Regions from separate parts of the Zea mays genome. Here regions 1 and 2 are each linked to region 3. A link is a contact called in public Hi-C data. All regions are on one chromosome and are shown on one strand. The core of a region is the stretch at or near the end of the contact, and the rest is flanking DNA. Distances in the headings are between cores, read along the strand shown. Region 1 holds the start of LOCLOC100383387. Region 2 holds the start of LOC100279814. Region 3 holds the start of LOC100273352.

What was found. Hi-C and Micro-C count contacts between places; a contact is called where the count stands out from the background.
Region 1: a contact with region 3 is called in a Hi-C map of tassel, with 2.4 times the contacts expected there. The contact joins the promoter of LOCLOC100383387 here to the promoter of LOC100273352 in region 3. A contact is called at or near these places in 2 of 25 Hi-C or Micro-C datasets (ear and tassel).
Region 2: a contact with region 3 is called in a Hi-C map of ear, with 3 times the contacts expected there. The contact joins the promoter of LOC100279814 here to the promoter of LOC100273352 in region 3. A contact is called at or near these places in 4 of 25 Hi-C or Micro-C datasets (bundle sheath, ear, leaf and 1 more).

What each region holds. Positions count from the first base shown.
Region 1 is chr4:237,777,286-237,780,109 of Zm-B73-REFERENCE-NAM-5.0, forward strand. It overlaps LOCLOC100383387, which reads right to left and starts at 1,404. Exons shown (of 10, transcript NM_001176042.1): 1 at 1,100-1,404. The coding sequence starts at 1,162.
Region 2 is chr4:237,844,605-237,847,312 of Zm-B73-REFERENCE-NAM-5.0, forward strand. It overlaps LOC100279814, which reads right to left and starts at 1,270. Exons shown (of 7, transcript NM_001152769.1): 1 at 878-1,270. The coding sequence starts at 1,214.
Region 3 is chr4:238,158,209-238,161,015 of Zm-B73-REFERENCE-NAM-5.0, forward strand. It overlaps LOC100273352, which reads right to left and starts at 1,381. Exons shown (of 1, transcript NM_001159432.1): 1 at 397-1,381. The coding sequence starts at 1,376. The coding sequence ends at 771.

The sequences.
Region 1 (2,824 bases), core at 154-2,653, 380 kb before region 3:
GCCTTCCAGGACAGCAAACAGGAGTGATGCATAACACGATTCGAACTGCAGATGATTGCTCCACAATAAATATTGTACTGAGGAATGATTTGACTGCCGGCTCACAAGCATACCATTGGAAGTTATTAGAGAAATCCACATCGAAAAGGGGCTTGTAAACTACACTTAAAATTTTTCACCCGTTTACTCAGGCACTAGTCCAAACTGAATAGAATCTTCCTACGGCAAACGAGTTTCAGGTAAACGTTTTTTTTGTGTTAAAATTAGCAACAGCAAAAACAAAAGCCGCGCACTGCTTTTGTTTATTATATTACTCCACTAATTAAGAAACACAGTAGGTGGCCAATTTCCAAAGCTGTCGGTCGTTCGCCGAGTAAGAAACCGCTCCACGTTGAACCACTACCAAACAAATAAGAACTAGACAGTTTAAGAACCCCGGTTGAAACAAGAGACACAAGGGAAGTGGTGGTTAGAACACCGAATCAGCACGCAAGAGCGCCGGGCCAGAACCTTTAGCGCTAAAATCGTGTGATAAAGGCGTCGTGGTGGTGGTGGTGAGTTGGTGACGCGGAAGCGAGGGATCCACCATCTCGGAGACGGAGCTAAAAGGTAGGCGGCTGCTGCTGCTGCTTCAGCGGAGAGCAGACGAAATGCAGCTTCACGAATCGCGGGTCGCAAGAGCAAGCGGGGGTGGGGTGGGGGGGCGGCCTTGCCAAGATTCCGCGTCGTGGGCTGCTGTCTGATTGTTTTATAGGGCCACAGTAAAAAAAGATGAATCCATGAGCAAGAACGAAAGAACGTGCTGAAGCTGAACCGACCAAATGCCGCAACAGAGACGGAAACGCAATGCGACGAGACACACGAAATACGATTACGACCGGGGGGGGGGGGGGGGGGGCACGAAATTTCAAGGGCCCAATCCCTTCTCCCTCCCTCCCAAACCACCAGCAGATACCACCCACCGAGAGGGCGAGAGCCGAGAGGACGAGACCCAACGCTAGCAAGAACAGGAGAGAGGAAAATTCGCATGGGAGCGCTGGAACAGCCGAGAAACAAAGAATCGGAGCGGAGGAGGAGGGGGGGGGGACGTTGTGCGGACCTTGCCGCCAAAGGAGATGCGCTCGACGTCGACCGACACGACGGAGCCGCCGGAGTCCCCCATCTCGGGCGCCGCCTCCCCTCGACGCCTCAGAGGAGAGATGGCTGGTCCGGCCTGCTCTGCTCAGGCCCGGCCCCTCCTCTTCCTCCCTATAAATTGCCTCGTGCGCCCCTTTCTCCCCCCGTCTTCTTCGCCTGTGTTGCCGTCGCTTATAAACGACGGAAGGAAGCAAGGGGGAGGACGAGCCAGGCGCGCGGCCTCCCTCCCTCTCCTCTCATTGTTGCCTTTCGGGGCGGAGGACTGCCCTTTCACTGTTCTATATTCGCTCCGCCATTCCTGCACTTCCCTATTATTGCATCCCAGCCCAGCCCACCCGTTGCACATTTGACTGCTCGCTTCATTCGCCATGTTAAACAGTCCACCATCCCTATCAAAGACGGTAGCACTCCATCCTATATGTAATAGAGAGATTCTTTCTACGCTCATTTATCTATTTTAATATTTTAAACAACAGTTTTAGTAAAACTAAAATATATACAAAGAGTATAACAAATAAGTATACAAAAAAATTAAAATAAAATATGTCTTTAATATAGATATTTACGTATAGAGGGAGATGTATAGGATGTTGCTGGAGAGAAATGTGATATATAGAGGAAAAAATCATTTGAGAAGAATGTAAAGAACAGATATAGAAGATAATACTGGAGACATTGTGACTAGCTAGTGCATAGGACAAAACTAGCATATAGCAAGTTGTTATTATTAATAAAAAATGATAAATGCTTAGTCCAAACAAAAATATGCGAGTTGCCATGACTACACCACCGTAGGGTTCGACGGTTTTTATGGTGGTAGAAATAGGCTTTTTGGAGAGCCTACGACGATGGTGGTGGTCAAGACAATGACGGAGGGTGGTGGTTGCCATGACTACATCGTACATCAGGGTTCGAGAGTTTTCGTGGTGGTAGAAAGAGGCTTTTTTGGAGAGTGTATGACACCAACAGCGACAGTGGTCAAGACGACGATAGAGGTGTAAGCGGTGGAAAGCCACCCATGAAGCAACGGAAAAAGTCAATTTGACGACGCATATGTGGTAGGAGCATTGGTCAAAAGAGGAGGAGAGTGAGTTTAACATAGTCGTAGAGGTGTAGATGCATCGTCCTAAATCGGGAAGTTTTGGAGGTGAGGGCGCTTTTTGTGTTGAATCTAAAAAAGAGGAGGCTTAGATGGAGGTGGTCACAGTCAAGGGTGATGACTGAGACGACAGGGCAGATGCAACGGTGTTGACAGTGTGAGGCGATGGCATGGGCTGTGTGGAAAGGAGAGGATAAAATGTACATGTCAAGCCCTTTTAACATACACGTGTGACGGGTGGACGATATATAGTGGGTCCCTAATATTTTTTCCTTAAAACTAAATTATTGCAAATATATTCTTTAAAGTGAAATAAATAAATAAATAATAAGCGGCACCTAGGATATCTTCTAGTATATCATTTTATCGCTCTAGCTTTAGTACTATAGCCACACTATATCAAGTAGCCAAAGAAACTTAAGTTGACTGAAGTCCTAGCAGATAAGGCCTCAAATATATTATGTTTTTTTGGAACATGTGTTTCCCTAGCCAAATGCATTTGACTTAACGCTCAAACAATGTCCCCGCTAATAAAATACTACCGCCGCTCTCGAATATTTATCGTCAACTATTTATTTTTTTTAACTA
Region 2 (2,708 bases), core at 20-2,519, 310 kb before region 3:
CAGCTTCACAACATGCTAACTTCAGAATTTAAGATTGAATGAACATACTATTTTAAGACAGTGAATACAATCAGACTCAAGTTAAGACAGGCTAATGAGCTGGGATGCAGCAACAGTTCGATTTTGTGTTCATGCCACATTAAAAAGAAAAAAGGCAGCCAAACAAAGGTATTAAACATCTGCATATACACCATGTGTGAGCAGATAAATGAATCTTATGGTTTTGTAAGATCACAATAATAACTGAGATGTTTCTTGCAAGTCTATCCAGAAAATGGCATGTTGTGAAAAAACTACACAATAATGACAACGAATACAAAAAAAATTAACTCCTGCAGATGGCAACTGTTTCGAAAATGGCATGTTGTGAAAAAAAACTACACGGTAATTGCAATGAATACAATAAAAAATCTAACTCCTACAGATGACAACTATTTTAGGATTTTCCTAGACTTCCCCATGAGGTAGAGCGTGTAAAACTAACAAACCCACGAGGAGCTAGTAAAACTAACAAAAAATGTGGAGAACGCTGATTGACTTGGACTTGAATAGTTTAATTGCAGCTTGTTTTGAAAAAATTAACACCCCACAGCTGCATCGTGGCGTGTGAGTTATCAAAAAATATTGGAGACCGTAACAACAGGACCGTGCTTCTAAATAGCTCACAGGTGACAAGTTCATTAAACATGAACCAAGTTTGAACATCCGCAACTCACATACATTGATCTATCGATCCATCCCCCAAATCAAATCGTAAACCGAGCAAAGAAAACACCACCAATCCTTTTATACGAGAAGCCGAGTCCACCACCAAGCATAGACAAACAGATCTACGCGACCAAGAATGGGATCAACAAGAGTAAGTCCTGCCACTCACCACCACCGGCAGAGGACGAGAAGCCGAGTCCTCCGCCGCCGATGCGGCCACCGCCACCAGTGCTGCCCAGGCCTACACCGAAGCCGCCGCTGTCATCGTCGCCGTTGTCGACGCGAGGACGCTTGGCCTCTGCGGCGTTAAAGATCCGCGCCGCGATCTCCTGCGCGCGCTGCTTCGCGAGCTGGATCTCATCGGGGGGCGGTGGCACGCTGTTGTACGACGGGGCGCCGCCCGCGAGCGGCGAGGCAGGCGGCGGGCCCGAAGAGAACCCCGTGCGCCGCGGCGGCGGCGAGGGGTCGTCGTACTTCCTCTTAGAGGAGTAGTGGTCGTCGGCCATGGCGGAGGACGGGTTGCTAGGGTTTGGGCGGCGGCTGCAGGGAGCGTGGACGAAGGGATAAGACGGCGAAAAACCCTTGCAGACAAGGTGTCGACATTTGTAGAGCTCGCCCCTTGATTTTATTTTCTCCAAATTGTCACAGTAGTGCACATTCCTGTGAAACATGGCGGTTTACAATTTGGACATAATATGGCGATCTATTTGATACGAATTTGGACATACTATAAACATTTTTTAGCTAATTAGTTTTTAGAGTCTAATTTTTAGTCCCTCAATTTTATTCTATTTTATTTCTTAAATTATCACATATATGAATTAAATCTTAGATTTAGATTTTTATATTTGGCGGTTTAGACATTAAAATGAAATAAATAGGATTAATAAAAAATAGTCTCTAGAAACCAAACACACCTGATTAGGATGTATTGTGTAAAAACTAGAGTAGTTCATCTGACTACGTAAAAAAAAATATTGTCTATATAATATGTTTATATATCTTTCTCTATCGCTATCTCTATCTATATCTCTTCTCTATCTCTATCTTTATCTCTACTTCTATAAAGCACAATTTTTGTGTGTTGTCGTGAGACACACGTAAAATATGTATGGTTATTTCCATCGCCCACTATAGTGTCCATATGTTGTGATGGCACACGGTCGGTGACTTTCGGACGTACCGTCGTCCCGTGTGTTGTGATGGCACACGCTCTACTTCATTTGGTATGGGCAATTGTTGTCCCCAGATCACACGATCGTGGCAAAAAAACGTTGCTTGACATTTTTTGCACAAACACAAGCCCACGAATCGGGAGGTCGCACCTACAACGCCTTCGGCGTCGGCTTCTTCTGCATGCATACAGGTGCCATGGGTAGAGCCAGAATTACGGCTCATGGGGCATGTAATTCGTTGATACTATATTGTAAAAAATATTGTATGATATATACAGTTATGTATACTAAAAGTTGGTCGGGGAGGGCCGGATCATAACGGCACTCCCGCGATCCCCGCCAACGCTGGTCGAGGGCAACGCGGTAGGGTCGACGGTTGAGGTGTTCGTGCGTATATTCGTGTACTTGCATAGGTGATTCGCGTAGAGCTAGAGTGGATGCACGCCGCGGAGGTGCGACTCGACAGAGGTCGTTGGATCCCAGCAAGCAAATGGCACACGTCAGTGCCATGTGCGCCGCGAGGGTGTGGACGCGAGGTTGCTCTGATCACTATCAACGAGGCAAGGCCGCAAGGAGCGAACAGGGAGCATAGGGGCCGCTACTAGGGCTATTGTGTGACCTACATGGACAGCGACATTGTCTCGCTCGTGGAAGCGCTAGAGCACAAGACAACGACACCGTTAAGTACCCAACATCTGGGGCATGCGATGACATTGGTCACGTACTAAACTTTAGTCCTTGGAACCAAACACCCATAAGGCCATGTTCGATTCAGCACTCAAAATCTTCTCCAATCCCTTCTAATCATTTTCAATCCCCACGGAT
Region 3 (2,807 bases), core at 131-2,630:
AGAAGGAACCAAGATTACAGGCTAGAAATCTGCTGGCTGATGAAAATTCTGAATCCTACTGTGACACCCCCGTTCCATTTGCGGTATATATGTGCTGCCACAAATTCAGACCTTCTTCCTGACACGTATGATGCTGCGTCACTGTTTAGTATGGCAGCAAAACAAACTAGGGGTTGATTTGATGATCATGAATCCTAATCCTCTTGCTATTTAAATTTGAATAGTAAGGGTATTCCTCCCCCACATGTCTCTGATCACCAAATCAGTCTAGAGCACTAGACGATGGAGGAGCAGGTCAGGATTTGATCACTTCACCGGCTTCTGAGATACAGTTACAATAGTGAATCCGAAGCCGGCCTTTTCAAAGAGGCCATCAACAGCAGTCTTGCCTGTAGTAGTAGTAATAATTTACAGAAATCTTATTCTATACACACATATATACATACGCAGCACCTATATTTACATAGACCAGAGTCCAGATATCTGTTCTGTAAAGAGGAGTAGGACACCCACAGCATGAACTTCCTCCTTCCCTCACAAGACACGAGATCACTCACCAAGAGAAGAAGCTCCACAGCTCATGCTAGTATGCTACTACATACAACCAAATCCATCTCCTAAAGATTAAAAAAACTCCTAACTCCAAGAACAAGTAACAGGAGGTACTGGTGCGGCGGTGGGCATGCAGTGCACCAGCTCATATGGTAGACCGTACCGTAGTAGTACCACTCCGATAGGCCGGTGGGCACGGCGATGGAGCTGGCGATCGATCACCACCAGCCGTAGGCCGCGCCGGAGCACTTGCCCTTGATCCAGCTGACGCCGCGGCGCACCGACTCCCGGACCTTCCCTTCCACGCCGTACGTCTTGTACACGACCAGCCGCCGCCGCTGCACCTCGGCGTCGTCCGCCCCCGCCCGCAGCTTCCTCCTGGGCGCCGGGACCGCGCCGGCGGTGTCGTCCATCGCGGCGAAGGACGGGGCGTACCCCCTCAGGTTGACGGAGCGGCGGTTGGCGGAGGTCCAGTTGGTGACGCTGCCGGAGCGCTTCAGCTGCCCGCCGGTATCGGCCAGGGTGGGCCCGTAGGAGGCCGCGTAGGAGGCGCTGTAGGAGCGCAGGTTCAGCCCCGGGGCGGCCCGGCCACCGGCGGCGGCGGTGGGGCCGCTCTTGGTGCTCCCGGCCCGCTGCACGGGCGGCGGCGCCGGCGGCGTGCTCCACGAGCTCACGCTCCTGGCGCGCTGCACCGTGGACGGCGCCGCTGTCGTCGGTCGCTCGTAGGAGGCGCTGTAGCTCCGGAGGTTCATCGCCCCCGCCCCCGCCCCGGCGCCGTACTGGCTGCCCCTCTCCGCGCACGACAACGACCTCTCCATTGCCATCCCACTCTTTCTCTCTCTGCGACAACGGACAAGCAAGCAGCGCGAGGAGAGGAGGGGCGGGAGGCCGCCTCTTTATGATGGCCGGGTAGCCAGGTGGCCCGGGAGGCGTAGAGCAGCCCGTGAGAGGCTGGCTTTCTGAGCCGTCGGATGCAAGAACCTGCGTGCTATCGACGGTTATTAGTATCCGTCCTGCAAGCTGTCGGATAGGAGAATTGGCAGCTGAGATGGGTGGGGGACGGTGCTGCTCAATTCTTCGTCGTGGCGATTTATGTGACATTTAAAGGCTGTCGATTCGGGATTTTTGTTCGGCTTCATTGCCAGCTGCCCTAGACCCCTAGCGCATCGTCGAGCAAGAAGCTAGAATAGTAACTGCACCTTATCCTTTTGCTCCCTGCACATCCAAATTATAACAAAATTCTTATGAACCGATAAGGGCTTGATCATAATATCTACAATCTGAACCTTATGAAACGACCCGCACACCAAGTTATTGAGTGGAGACATGATCGGATGATCATATACAAAGTAATAATCGACATCCACGTGTTTAGAGAACCGATAAAATATGAGGTTGGCACAAAAATAGGTGACTGATGTTATTGTCACACCCGTATTTAAAGCGAAATCCAGATACATCTCATATGTGCGTTATAATCAAGTCCACACATATAATGACTCGGTGTATAGAGACGAATATCATAATCTTTATTACATTACAAGAATGTATTACAAAATAGCTAATGATAAATTAAATTGAACTAAGATAACTATCTCGACGACGCCATAGTTGACTAGGAGACGACGCCTAGATATTATAGGTCAATTGCTAACTTTGAGCTACATATTAGGCACTAAAAATGGATGACTTTGACTCTTTAGGACATGAAATATTATTAAGATGCATAATCAACTAAACAACTTGAGACGAGGGGTAACTAACATAAGCATGTTATTGGGTGCGACTGGTAGATCAACCAATTAGGGTTTGTTTGAGGGTGGCACCATCATATTGTTTGAGAGAGTACATGCCTCCATCATAATGCCCCTCAAGAAGACTTATCCATGTTAATGAATCCTTTTATAGAAAAAGACATAGATAAAATTCAAAATAAACATTGATATCACCTGAGAAATTGTGGACAGAGATGTGTTTGGCAATGTCGAGTGTCGGTGCTTTGGGTCCGACCGCACACCCGGGGTTGCCCCTCAAGGTGTTTTTAGGAGTAGGACGGTGTCGCCGACTGTAGCTAAATGGTTCGTGCCGGATGCACGAGGAACAATGGACAATGTTTACAGGTTTGGACCGCTTGGAGATGCGTAACACCCTACATCCTGGTGAGAATGTTTTACGTGGTGGATTACAAGGGAGCTCTCTAACACTAGAGAATAGAGAGTTGGGGTGAATGGATGAGTGGTGAGATCGATCGTTCT